2 separate regions of the Sus scrofa genome follow, and region 2 is linked to region 1. A link is a contact called in public HiChIP or PLAC-seq data. All regions are on one chromosome and are shown on one strand. Each heading gives the region's core, a stretch centred on a gene start, on an enhancer-like site or on the middle of the called end of the contact. The rest is flanking DNA. Distances are from core to core; before and after follow the strand shown.

Region 1 (7,041 bases), core at 1,923-4,422:
CATGTTGTGTGACTCCGCTGTACGAGACATCCAAACTAGGTAAGTGGTGCCTGCCGGGGCTTGAGGGGAGGGGGCTGGGTTGTGTCAGCCTAATGGGTTTGTTTGCTGGTTTGTTTGGTTTGTTTTGGGGGTGATGAAAATACTTTGGAACTAGGTTCAGGTGGTGGTGGTACAACATTTTGAAGGACACAGTGACGCGGAATGGAATGGTGAGTTTCATGTTCCCTTCATCTTTACTGAAAAAAAAGCTGCTTCCTTTTGACCTTAAATTATGTCTGTCATTTGGAATAGGCGATGCTTTCTGACACGAACGTGAAGATTCCTGCACGTGTCTGCTTCTAAGAGGCTTGCAAGCCCCAACAGCCACTTGTTTTTAACATCCTGCTTTATAAGACAAATTACAGTCCAAAGGGCGGATATCACATTTTGATTCAAAAAGAAAAACCTCCCAGGATGTCTACAGGCCAGCATGCGTTCAGTTGAGTTTTCTCTGTCGTCAACAACTACAGACCTAGAAAAGTACTAACTGATGGTTTCATCCAAAGCACTTCAGCATCAACAAAGAACAGGGCGTTGTTTTGAGCACTGTTTTCTTTAAAGATTGGCAATTCCTGAAACTGAGGTAAAAATAACAATGCTAACCATTCGGCGCACACCGACGTGGGCCAGGCATCATGACTCATCTTCGCAACAGCCTCCCGAGCCATGCTCTTCAACCTCGCTTTATTTTCGTTTATTTTTTGCTTTCTAGGGCCACACCAGCGGAACATGGAGGTTCCCAGGCTAAGGGTCGAATCAGAGCTACAGCTGCCGGCCGACACCACTGGCACAGGAACTCAGGATCCACAGCTCACGGCAATGCTGGATCCTTAACCCACTGAGCGAGGCCAGGGATCGAACCCGCATCCTCATGGAGACTAGTCGGGCGGTTTCTGCTGAGCCACGAGGGAACTCCTCGACTTCATTTTAAAGATGAGGACGTGAAGAACCCAGGTAACTTGTACAAGGTTACACATCTCAAACATAAGCAGTTGGCTGGGATAGTCACTTCCCAGACACTTGAGAGCTGTAGGCGTTCAGCTCACTTTGTTGCTCTATGTTCTAAGAAATCTGTTCTCAGTGCCTCCAGCCCCGGAGCCAGCCTCCTCCTCTGAGCTAGACTGCGTCTGGAGTACCGGGTTCGGTTCTGGGTGCCACACCGCCCAGAAAAGGGTGACAACCAACAGTCAGGACTTGGTCGGAGATGGCATGGGCCTCCTGCATGCTGTGGGCACCGTTCCAACGCCACGTTGCAGGCATCAGGTGGCCTTGAGGCCAGACGTTAAAATGAACTTTCGGACTCAAATCCCTAGGAGTCACTGGTGATTTTGAAGAAGAAAAGGGCAGAACAATTTCTACCAAGTTCGAGTGTGCAGTTGTGTCACCGGGAGATGGTTCGATGACCCGTCGAGCGTCCCCACCAGTCTGTCTGAGGGGTGGAGGACTTTCATGCGTAAAAGGTGAACGTTTCACCATCCGCCTCAGGACAAAGCTACAGACTTGATTTTTAGCTTTCGAGTGGCAGAGGGTGTTTATTTTCAATCATGCAAGGAGGGGAATCCATAGCTCAAAAGTATCACCCATCTTATGAATCTATCGTGACTTTTTTCATAGAAGACAGAGTGTACATTTAGAAATATTTAATCATTGTTTACAAAGATTCAACTCACCCTAGGCCAGATGTTTTTCTTTTAAACGGAACAGTTGGAAAAAAAAAATAAAGTGGAACAGTTGGATTTGGGGCAGGGGCGAGGGTGGGAGCGTGTGGCAGACTTTATCCCCCCAAATGAATTTTGCCTCAATCGCCTGGGCTAGGTTGGAGGAATGTTTTGGAAACACACATTCTTATTAATGTAGACTCTGCTGAAGGTGACCCCCGCGACTGCATAGTGCAGGCATCACGGGTAAGTGACTACAGGCCACTCTGCTTCTGCTGCCTTTCATGAGCTCTAAGGATGAAGTCAATGTTCGTTATTGTTTAGAGCAGCTCTGTCTTTATCCGACACGAAATGCCCCTTCTCCATTTTCTTGCCCGGTCTCTTTGATCAGGACCACATCTCATACGTACACAAGGAGTTATTTGCTTCGCTGTTCCTGGTCGGAGGGGTTACCGTCCCCATCTTGCACCTGAGGAAACAGGTGCAGAGAAACGTGAAGCGGTTTCAGCAAGGCCTCGGAAGAACTCCGCGGTAGAGTCTGCATAGAAAGGGAGCCGTGGATGGAGCTGTGTGCTTTATATACATCTCTCGAACTTGGTTAGAATAGATTCTGCACGCGTCTTAACCAGAGCTTCATCTTTATAGTTCACATATGTCTGTTGATAGGAAGCCTCTCCTTAAGAGGGCCCCACACGGTACCCAATGAAACGGGATTGCTTGTGGGTCAGAGTTCTCAGGGCTCATCACTTCCCTGATAAACACATTATAGATAGAATCACAAAAAGACCATGTGGCTTGAAACGCTTCCCATAAAACAGATGGGAAAACATCTGGCATATTCCCTGACATCAGAGCCACACAGTACCTTGCTCAATGCTACCGAAGCCAACGATTTCACAACAGTGTGGGCCAGAGACAGTAAATTTGAAGCCGTGACATTCGGGTACATTGCGAAAGGGCTGCTGTTTGCGAAGGAAAAGCATTTCATGAGCAGGAGCAAACACGTCTGGAATGCCTTCCAGATGCTGCTTCGGCGCATCCTCACGGTTCCGCGTGGAAGGCACCTGCATTTAGAGATGAGGACAGGGAGAGGCTGCCCTGCCCGAGGCTAAGGGCAGAGCCGGGTTCAAACTCAGGCCCGTCTCACACCCGGATGCCGCCTAACAGTTAATCACTGTTTTCGAAACGAGGGCCTTAGGAAAAAACCATCAAACAGGAACTCCTTGATGGAGAAAATAACTGAACGGGGCTCCCGACGCAGCTGGTTGCTTCCAGAGATGGTCCTTCGCGTTCTCACGGCTCCAGGGACTTTGTCCTTTTGGAGACAGAATTCGAGAACAGTGAAGAAGTAGGGAGTTATCGATCCCGACATATGAAGGTTGGTTACTTTCAATACCCCTTTAAGAGTAAACATCATTGCTCAGTGAGCAAATCAGATAGCTAGCAGGCACTGCACTTTCATCTCTGAACTGTGGAGGCGGTTACGAGTTGGAATGCAATCCTGCTGCGCAACTGAGTCTTAAGTTTCCAAATGCTTCAGTCATGGCCCCAAACTCCTCGTGGTTGCCTGTAAACTGGCTTAACGACAGGGAACTTGCCTCTGACAAACAGCGTTGACATTTAGAGGCCTAATCTATAGACACCCTGAAAACAGCATGTACTGCAGCTAAACCACATCCCATCACAGTAACTTGCAAATGTGTTGGCTTCCTTTTTTACTGATAAAAATCCAGGCTTTGGACACAGGACAGTCTTCCAAATCCTTCTTCCTACCACTTCAAAGCACCTCTTTTTAGTTTTACTTGCATAATTCCCTCCTATCTCACAGGAAAGGATTGCCGCTTCTTTCCGATAGCGTGGATATGTCCAAATCATTAAATATTTCTCGGCATTATCTTTAATAGTGCCCTAGTACTCCAATACGCAGCGCTGCTCCAACCAAGTTCACGATTCTCCCAGGGGAAGATGTTTTGGTTGTTTCCAACTTAGTGGTATAGACAACACTGGCTCGACTATCGCGGGAGCTGTGCATGCAGATATTCATGAAAAATTCCGTACGATAAATTCTTAAGGAATGGTTCTTGACCTTGGCCACACTGCTTCCTACCAAGACTGCCCCAAGGTCAAGGCAACCAATAGTGGGGGCAACTGAGAGTCTTCTTGTACCCTCCCCTTTTGGGGAGGATTGTTTGACAATTTGCTGGCCAAAATAGGGGCACCTCTTTTGCTTTAGTTTGGACCTCTGGTCATTGGTGACCTTAAATCCTATGAACATTTCTTTGTTTATTTGTTTGTCTTGTCTTTTTGCCTTTTTTCTAAGGCCACTCCCACGGCACATGGAGGTTCCCAGGCGAGGGGTCTCATCGGAGCTGCAGCTGCTGGCCTACGCCACAGCCACAGCAATTCGGGATCCAAGCCGTGTCTGCAACCTACACCACAGCTCAGGGCAATGCCGGGTCCTTAACCCACTGGGCGAGGCCAGGGATCGAACCCACAACCTCACAGTTCCTAGTTGGATTCGTTAACCACTCAGCCACGACAGGAACTCCATGACTCCATTTTTTGATGTGTGGCTGCTGACAGTTGTCAAGCCCCACTGCTCCGCCTTCTCCTTCTGGCCACATCTGGGCAGGTTGATAAGGAAGTCTGGCGGAAAGTTAAACCACACAAGCCCCTGCCCAGGGATGGGAAGCCTCACTCTAGCCTCAGCCCCAAATCGCCGTAAAACCCTGAGCCAGTCAGCTGCCCCCCCCCCCAAACCAGGCTTGGTCCCCCTGGGAGCTGGTCCTGCTGCCCCAGAAAGCATCACGTGTGAGGTGCGAGTGGCCCCTATAGCTGCATCAAATGTGGGGTTGGGAGGGGGTCCATCCCACGTCTGCGGGGTGGCCCGGCAAACTCAGGCTTCACAGAAGCTTACTCACTGGCATAGGCATATGAACACGGCACTTTCGCAAAGAGAGCGGTATTTCAGGAAATAAACACGTCTGCAGCGCCGGGTGTGTGTCAGACGTGGTGGTAGCCCCGGGCTCACAGCAAAGAACAAGACGTCTAGAGGCTCTGCCATCAGGGGTTACGTTTTCCCGGGCGGGGAGGTTGGGGTGCTGTGGCGCTGCTGTGCCTGCACCTGCCAAGGGAACCTCCCGGGAAGCCACACTGGCCCTGAGAACTGAGCAATGAGCCGGACTGGGCTGTGGGGCGCGCTTCGCTCTTTCAGCTTTTCTCACATCCCTTCCATCCATTCATCCTTTGTACCGTATGGCGGGAAAACCCCATGGTTTGATCCTTTGGTTTATTAAATTATGTGTCACATGCAGTCACTTTGCTATTTATTCCATTTAAATATTTGGTTTTTGGAGTTCCCGTCGTGGCACAGCGGAAACGAATCCGACTAGGAACCATGAGGTTGTGGGTTCGATCCCTGGCCTCACTCTGGGTTAAGGATCCAGTGTTACCGTGAGCTGTGGTGTAGGGCGCAGATGCAGCTCGGATCCCGAGTTGCTGTGGCTGTGGTGTGGGCCGGCGGCTGCAGAGCTCCGATGAGACTCCTAGCCTGGGAACCTCGGGAAGCCGCCCCAGAAAAGAAAAAAAAAAAAAAGAAAAAAAGTCCACGCTATTCCCTTCCTCCCTAAAGACGGCTGGGCTCAAAATAACCCTTCATTTTCTTTTGCTAGTGATTCCTTTGCCCTATCCTCCTTTTTTGTTTTTGTTTTTTTTTTTTTTGGTAAGACTCTTCAGAATGGTGCCTGATTCACGAACCACCCAAGGAAGCCAATTAGATCTTCAAATTTACTTGGTGGAGTTTTGGTTTTTAACAGTATTTTGTCTGCAGAGGTGAGCAATGTTCATTCTTTCTAAGGGGAACTGAGGGAGGGAAAGCCTTTGTGAGGGGGGATGAGAGAGGCCGGGTCTTTCAGGAAGCAAAAGAGGAAATGCTTTAGCAAAGCTTGGGAGTGAAAGTGAGACAGGGAAGGACTTTGTGAGAGGAAGTGAAGGAAGTTACTCCTTTGTGAAAATTAACAAAGGGAAACCTCGCTAACATGGAGGCGTGAGGCCAGAAGGGGGCGCTGTTACACACGTATCACTCCAGGTAGACGCAGATCCCAATAGGAAGAGATGTACTTTCCATCTCAGGCAGGAAGTGACACTACATTACTACTGCCAGCAGGGAAGATTTCTCCTGGCCTGGCAACAGCTCAGCCAATGAGAGAGTCACAATTCAGCCAATGAAAAGCCACTATATTTCAAACTCCAAGTTTTCTCCAATGGACTTTTTGTTTATAACAGCCCCTCCCAACATCCCCTCCCCTACAAAATAACCGCTCCTCTTTTGTTTTACCAGACTTAGATGTGGTTCACCACAGTTGCATGTCCCAAATTGCAATTCTTTGCTGCTCTTGAATAAACCCATTTTGCTGATAAAATAACTGGCTGTTTCACTGTTTTATTTATTTATTAGTTTTCTTTTTGGTCACACTTTCAGCATGCGAAAGTTCCCTGGCCAGAGACTGAACCTGTGCCACAGCAGTGACCCAAACTGCTACAGTGACAATGCCAGATCCTTAACGTGCTGAGCTACCAGGGAACTCCTGTTTCATTGTTTTAGTTTAATAACTTTTGGAGGTGAGGTGAGGGAAACTGAAAAAAAAAAAAAAGGACAAGGTAAGAGCTATGGGTTGAGTTTTGCTCAAAGAGGACTGTATCTTTGGGACAGTCTCAGATAGTGCTGAGGAACTGCTTTAAAGAGGTGGCAGGAGGATGTTCCCATTGTGGCTTAGCAGTAATGAACCCAACAGTATCCCTGAGGGTGTGGGTTCCGGTCAGAGGGTTAAGGATCTGGTGTTGCCATGAGCTGTGGCGTAGATCACAGATGCAGCTCAGATCCTGTTTTGATGTTCCTGTGGCTGTGGTGTAGGCTGGCAGCTGTAGCTCTGATTCGACCCCTAGCCTGGGAACTTCCATATGCCACAGGTGTGGCCCTAAAAAAGAGAAAAAAAAAAAAAAAAAAAAGACTGGCCGATCAAATACAATAATACATTAAAAGGATCATACACCATAATCAAGTAGGATTTATTCCAGGGATGTAAGGATTTTTCAATATCCACAAATCAATTAGTGTGATATATCATATTAACAAATTTAAGAATAAAAACCATGTGATCATCTCAATAGATGAAGAAAAACTTTTCATAAAATTCAACACACATTTATGATAAAAACTCTCCAGAAAGTGGGCATAGAGGGAACATAGCTCAACATAATAAAAGCTGTATATGACAAAGCCACAGCTAACATACTCAACAGTGAAAAGCTATAGCATTCCCTCTAAGATCAAAAACAGGACAAG
Region 2 (7,041 bases), core at 1,435-3,934, 110 kb after region 1:
CCTCCAACCTGCCCGCAGGACTGAGACGAAGCAACCGGTTTCTCCAAGAGGCCTGCCTTCCCTCGCTGTCTCCGGAAAGACGCGGATTTGGAAAAAGCCCTCGGCAAACCTGGTCCCTCGGGCACTGAGTTTCGAGCTGTGGGAGCTTTTTGCACTGAGGACACGTAGCTAAAATGGTGTCCAGGGCAAGCTCGGCCTCGTTCCGCATGCGATCCAAATGGATCGTGCCTGAACCGCAGACTCCCACTTACACACGCAACCTCCACCTGCCCTGAAAAGACCGGGGCGGCCACTGACCTAACGATGCCGCCTGGAAAGGCCTTCCCCGAACAGGACCCGCAGGGAAACGGGGACCAGCTTGCGCCGGCCGGCCCCTCGGCCTCTGTGCTCACGGCCCCGGAGGGATGTTTCTGGGCTGGTTCATCAGCTCTAAACGGCGCTTCGATGACAGGAAGTTGCCAAAACCACCTCCCGGCGGCACAGAACTGTGAATCAATAGAAGCTGCTCGGCCCAGGGGCCCACGGCGTGGATTTCAGCTCCTGTCTTGGCCTGGGAGAAGCTGAGGCCCAGGGGGCACCTGCCCGCACACGTCTCCCCAGGTGCCCAGAGAGGAGAACAGCCTCAGCTGGACCTTGGTGTCATTACCAGCTTGGCTCAAAGCACATCCATCTGTCAGAAGGAAGACTCTTTTTATTGCTCACAGTTCAAGGCGAATTCCCATGGCCTCCTTCCTGCTGATCCAGGATGCAGAAAGGTTTGCTGAGTGACTCGACGAGCACGGGTCTAGAACCAGCCCGGCCGCCAGGAAGTCTCCCTGCAGCTGAGCGTGGGCGCTCTCGAGCAGGGAGGCCCTTAGTGCTCGCCTAGGCCCCACGCCCTGCCCCGCTGCCCACCTGCCCACGCTTGAATCCCCCTCCTGTTCCGCTCCTGACTTCTGAGAATCCAGATGGAGGATCAGCCCATGTCACTGGCTCATCATCTCCAAGTCAGGGATTTTTCACTGGAATCCTCTGGAAAGCTTTCTCCCATTTTGTCAAAACTGCACTCTGCCCAGGGCAGGGGGGAGCAGATGAGACGTATAAGTGGTCTGGGTCTTTCCATGACTTGGGTGGATCTTCCTGCTCTATTTTGGATTCTTTTCATTCTTCTTGATGAGTTTCACAGAGGGGAATTATATAAACACGTAGTCAGAAATATGTGACTTTCTTTCTCAGAAAAAAACCTCTTTTAAAGCTCCAGCAGTTACACAGGCCAAAGCAAAAAGAGCACCTGTAAACCGTTCTGCAAATACTTTGCCCAGTTTTTAACTCAGCTGCTGACCTTTTGCTCACGATTGATAAGGGTGATTCAGCCACATGTGCTGCAAACACTTTAGTATTTTGTCATGTGCCTAATAAGCTTATGTGGTTTTTGAAGTGCCAATGTCTAAAAGAATGCTTGCTACTCAGGAGTTGTTCACTAAACAAACATTGGTTGAGGACTAACCTAATGAATAAATAAAGGAACTGTCTTGTCTTTTCTTTTTTTTTTTTTTTTTTTTTTTGTCTTTTTAGGGCCACACCCGCGGCATATGGAGGTTCCCAGGCTAGGGGTCGAACCGGAGCTGCAGGTGCCAGCCTACAGCAGAGCCACGGCAACGCCAGATCGGCGCCGCCTCTGCAACCTACACCATAGCACACAGCAACGCTGGGTCCTTAAACCACTGAGTGAGACCAGGGATCGAACCCACGTCCTCCTGTATATTAGTTGGGTTCGCTACTGCTGAGCCACAGCAGGCAGGACCGGCCAGAGTGTTTTACTTTCACATGTCAAAAATCTGCCTTTCCCATTCTAGTTTTTGCTCTGCTGTCCTGTTTAGATTAGATGGAGATGCTACCACATTTGCTTCTAGAAATTATATTTCGTTTTCTTCTATTTAAATATGACACATCTGTAATTAGTTTCTCATGTCTCTAGTAAGATTGATCTATAGTTTTCTTTGTTGTATGGTAATCGCCTTATGAGTTTGGTATCAAGGCTATTGAAGCAGTTTGCCTCTCCTTCCTGTGCCTAACTAGTTTAAAAAGTATGAAAGGTATCCATTCTTGAAAGTTCAAGCGGTCTCAAACATAAAAACATTTTGCATCAAGCATCTGTCTTGGAGGTGAATTATCTGGCAATACATTGAATTTCTTTCCTATTTACTCTGTCATATTGATCCGAATAACATTTTAGGGTCTAAGACTTTGAGGAGTGTACTTCTCACTTGGTGTGAAAATTTGGGTGGGGTTACATTATAACTTAAACTTCGGTTTAGTTTCTAGTTACACCATGCTCGTGGCCAAAGACCCCAAACCACTGACTTGTCAACACTAAAAGCCACAGTGTAACAGACTTGCTTCTTGTGAAATAGGAACTGCTGGTGATGAACCGAAACAACCACCAAAAAGGAGGCTGGGAGGGGACAGCAGAGCAGCCCTTGAGGGGAGCCAGCTGGCATGTCCCTATAAAGCCAGGCAAATTGTGATGTGGAAGCCGAGTTACCCAGAGGGAAAGTCTCCGGCCAACAGGCCTGGGCTACGCGCGTCCCAGGTCGGTGGGGTGGGCCTGTGAGGCTCTACCCCGCAAGGGAAGGAGGCCCCACTTTGATGAGGCTCTCCCGCAGGCCCTGGGGCGGTGACCCAGAGCCAGTCACCGTGGCTCACGGTGCTCGGAGGAAGGCAGACGAGGCAAGAGACGGGCGCTCCCCGCAGAGGGAAGCCAGCTCTGCTCCCCATCTCCCCTCGACGCCACCCTTAGCCCCGGGACAGCAGACGTGGGGGCAGGCCGGCCCGACACAGGAGAATAAAAATATTTTCTCCATTTCCCTTTAATCTTTTACATTTAATCATGACATGAATATGCTTGCAAAATGCCCAACAGGCCACAGAAACTATAAAGGAACCAATTTCGGGATGTGCTTACAAAAATTCAGCAATATCTACATGGCGAGAGACCCCTTGAACATAGCTGAGATCATTCCTTTGAAGGGAGTTACAACTTAATAAACAAAATACCTCAAGAGCTGCTATGGGAGTTCCCTTGTGGCCTAGCAGTTAAGGATCTAGTGTTGTCACGGTGGTGGCGCAGGTTTGATCCCTGGCCTGGGAACTTCCGTATGCCACAGGTGCAGCCAAAAAAAGAGAGCTCCTGTGAAAAACTAGCTAAATGAAAGTGATCTACTAGGAAAAACGGGCCAAAGATACGAAAGCATTTCACAGAAGAAACAAATGGCCCCAAATCACATGACCGGAAATCACAAATTAAAAATGTGATACATTTGCCCCTCGGATTGGCAAAAAATTTTCAAACATGTGCACAAAACGTGATGTATATTCGTAGACGTTAATGCCATCATTTATGGCGGCCGAAAATGAGTTTACGATTCTCCAGAGCGAACTTGCAAAAGCAAAAGTGAGCAGAGGCCGTTCACAAGGCATCTTTCGACAGCACCCCTGCCGCAGGCTTCCAGGCCTCGGGCGCGCAGCGCCGGCCTCCGGGGCCGGGCCCGGACTCGCTGGCGTTCCTGAGGCCTTTCTCTCGGCCCGTCGCAGCATCGTCGTCTCTCCCCAGTCACCGCTTTGGCTCTGTCTGTCCTTACAGCCTAGTCTCAACCCAGCTGCCGAGGGAACCTGTTCGATTCGCTTCAAACCCGGTCCCGTCTCTGCTCGGAGCCGGGCAGGGTCTTCCTCCGTCACCTGCTTGGCCGCTTCCACTCCCTCCTCACTCCCGGTGCGTGCCTGCTTGCGGGGCGCTGCCTTGGCTGCTCCCTGGCCTGCTACCAGCAAAGACGTCCCCAGTGGGCCGGGCAAAACCCCGCCAACAGACAGGCAGGCATGAAGTCCCAAAACGGCCGGCAGACCCGACGTCTTCCTCGTGGAAGCACAGGAATGGCCCCTGTGGGGCCGTGGGTCCCTCGCATGAGGCTCTTCCAACATAACCACACGGCTGGAGCTCCCTGGCGACCCGCAGCGCTTCGGGATCCGGTGTTGTCACAGCAGCGGCTCGGGTGGCTGCTGTGTCCCGGGTTCCAGCCCTGGCCGGGGAATGGCCACCTACCGTGGCTGTGGCCAAAAAAGAAAAAGACCCCGAAGAAGACGCTCTTGAGGGTGGCCCGTATAGTCTAGAGGCAGGGGGTCCGCGGACATGGTGGTGGCGCTAGAAGCCGCCAGCTTCCAGTTCCGCGGGCACCCGACGCAGAGCTGCCGTCCACCTCCGGGCTCCGAGCAGGAGGTGCTGGCGGCCCGGGGAGACCTCGGCGGCTTTCCCCGGACGCTACTGACCAGCGCATCTACCGCACACACTGTAGCTCCACCTTGTCACTTGGCTGGGTCCGGGAGCAGCGTCCCTTGATTTTGAGTGGCCTTCCTTTGCAAACCGCTGAAGCGCTTTGCGGCCATGTGGCCCTTCGTGTCCCATCTGCCCGCGTGTCCGCTCCGTCCCCCGCTGCTGCCGCTCTGCATCCAGCCACCTGCTCTCACGCTCCGCTCCGTCTGTGCAAAAGCTCCTTCCTGTCGCTCTCCGACGACGGCACGTCCTCAAGCTCTGTCTTAGCTCCTTTTCCTTCTGACTCATCACACTCGCCTTGCACGGTCTCAGCGCCACCCCCGCAGACTCCACACTCCAGGGACCACCCAACTCCGCTTGAGCCCAGGCCCCACCCCGAGCTCTGCACACTCGTCCCAAACCAGGGTCTTCGCTCCCACACTCCCTCCAGGGCATAACCAGGGCGCGAAAGGGTCCTGACAGACTGGCACGGAGGACCCGCTGCAAACAAAAAGGTGACCCCTCTAAGGTCCAGCTGCCAGGCTTAAAGGACGCCTCAAGGGCACGAGAGCGGACTAGATGGGAAGGGCACGGCTGCCTCCCGGCCCAGCGTCCGGAGGACAAGGGGCGCCCGGCTCCGCCCTGGGCTGCGCAGGGCACTCACGGGGGACACTCTCGGGGGACACTCGGCGTCCTCGCAGTTACTCGGGCGGCCTGTTCAGTAGCCGGTTTCCTGCCACTGAAGTGTCCCAACAAATGATTGGTTCCAAAATGCGGGCAGCCGATTTCTCTAGATCCTTCTTGTGTCTCTCCTCTCTTTCCCAGGCTCCCTTCCAGTCTTTGCTGAAGCCTGGAGATGGCTTCAGCAGATGCCACCTAATGAAATAACCATCTAGTTACCCGGCCGGGGCTTGGGGTGGGGGAGGGGCTCAGCGGTCGCAGCAGTGGATGAAGGGCACGTGGCCTTGGCATGTGCCGCAGCCCTCCAGGGACAAGGACGACGAGCTCCAAGACCTAAATCAAGAACTAGAGTAACCAGCCATACGTTGTGCTTTGCAGGTACACAGTAGTGACAGCGGATTTCTCACCAGAACCAGTTTTGAGTTGTGGTTTGGGGTGTTTTTTCCTGGCTGTTTAACCTCAAAGCTGGTTCTCCAGCCCTCTCAACATGTGTGTTGCTTGCAAATTAAAACCCTACAAGGAGCATGCAGTCAGTCCAAGTTTCCACATGTGTACAATATACCAAAATCAAATGAAGGGATCAATAAATAGAAAGGGAAAATTAAAGAGAAAAGCTACAAAGGAGCTCTAGTTAAGAATCAAAAAGCTGGCTCGCTGCAAAACCGAAAATCAATAAAATAGAAAACACCAACCAGCCTAACCAACACGGGAAAAAGAACAGAGGAACGAAAATGAATTTTTAAAAAATCGTAAGACGATTTCATGAAATTATATGGGATGAATTTGATAGCCACGATGAAACAGACACTTTTCCAGGAAGAGTATAATTTACAAAACTGACTTAGGGAAAGATAGACTAAACAGATCAATTTCCACAAAAGAAATACAGTTGACAAAGATCTAAACACACACAAAAAGCACCAGATACAGTTTAGAGGGGAATTCTGCCAAAATTTTAAAGTGCTGTTAATTCCAACTCTACTTAAAATATTCTAGAAGATGGCAAACTTCCAATTTTTTATGTGAGCCAAGTATAACATTTGTGCCAAAATCTGCTGAAGATTGTACAGAAATAAACAAAGCCCAATTTAAAGCCAAAAACCAATCTCACTTATGAATATCGATGGAAATAGCCAATATAAAATATTAGTATACATACTGCAACCACACAATAAAAAATATACCTTGTCCAGCTGGGGCTTATTCTAGAAATGTAAAGGTGGCTTAATATTAGATAAGCCATTAACAGAATTCATCGCTTTCACAAAAATAAACTCAAAATGGCTTAAAGACTTAAATGTAAGACAAGACACCAACAAACCCCTGGAAAAGAACTCAGGCAAAACAGTCTCTGACATCCGCCTTACGAGTGTTTTCTCAGGTCAGTCTCCCGAAGCAACAGAAATAAAAGCAAAAATAAACCAATGGGACCTCATCAAACAGACAAGCTTTTGCACAGCAAAGGAAACCAGAAAGGAAACAAAAAGACAACTTACAGTCCATCCCACTCCCTCCCCCTTGGCGAAGGCATACCTGTATGTGTAACTGGGTCACCACGCTGCACAGTAGAAAAAAAAATTGTATTGGGGAAATAACCATTAAAAAAAAAGACAACTTACAGCATGGGAGAAAATCATTTCAAATGACGCGACTGACAAGGGCTTAATCTCTAAAATATACAAACGACTTATCCGATTCAAGAGCAAAACAGCCAACCACCCAATGGAAAAATGGGCAAAAGTCCTGAAGAGACATTTCTCTAAGAATGAGAGACAGATGGCCAGCAAACATGAAAAAATGCCCAACATCACTGAGTATCAGAGAAATGCAAATCAAAACTACCAGGAGGGAGTTCCCGTCTTGGCACAGTGGTTAACAAATCCGACTGGGAACCATGAGGTTGCGGGTTCGATCCCTGCCCTTGCTCAGTGGGTTAACGATCCGGCGTTGCCGTGAGCTGGGGTGTAGGTTGCAGACGCGGCTCGGATCCCACGTTGCTGTGGCTCTGGCGTAGGCCGGTGGCTACAGCTCCGATTAGACTCCTAGCCTGGGAACCTCCCATATGCCGCAGGAGT

What was found. HiChIP or PLAC-seq counts read pairs in DNA pulled down with a chosen protein or histone mark.
Region 2: a contact with region 1 is called in an H3K27ac HiChIP or PLAC-seq map of alveolar macrophages. The contact joins two enhancer-like sites. A contact is called at or near these places in 1 of 5 promoter capture datasets (fetal skeletal muscle), 14 of 47 Hi-C or Micro-C datasets (embryonic fibroblasts, epiblast stem cells, fetal skeletal muscle and 8 more) and 2 of 2 datasets of contacts at active chromatin or transcription factors (alveolar macrophages and skeletal muscle).

Annotation. Positions count from the first base shown.
Region 1 is chrX:125,079,214-125,086,254 of Sscrofa11.1, forward strand. All of the region lies in intron 3 of LOC100737597, which reads right to left. It overlaps LOC110257719 (a long non-coding RNA gene), which reads left to right. Exons shown (of 2, transcript XR_002340632.1): 1 at 1-209; 2 at 292-1,705. Among named protein-coding and RNA genes, the nearest start is that of IKBKG, 38 kb to the left of the region's middle. Within about 2 kb of position 3,173, at least 17 of the 83 cell types and tissues checked have an H3K27ac peak or open chromatin away from gene starts, as enhancers often do. A contact at or near this core is called in alveolar macrophages and retroperitoneal adipose tissue, where this site is marked.
Region 2 is chrX:125,190,152-125,197,192 of Sscrofa11.1, forward strand. All of the region lies in intron 1 of GAB3 (GRB2-associated-binding protein 3), which reads right to left. Among named protein-coding and RNA genes, the nearest start is that of GAB3, 15 kb to the right of the region's middle. Within about 2 kb of position 2,685, at least 11 of the 83 cell types and tissues checked have an H3K27ac peak or open chromatin away from gene starts, as enhancers often do. A contact at or near this core is called in alveolar macrophages and retroperitoneal adipose tissue, where this site is marked.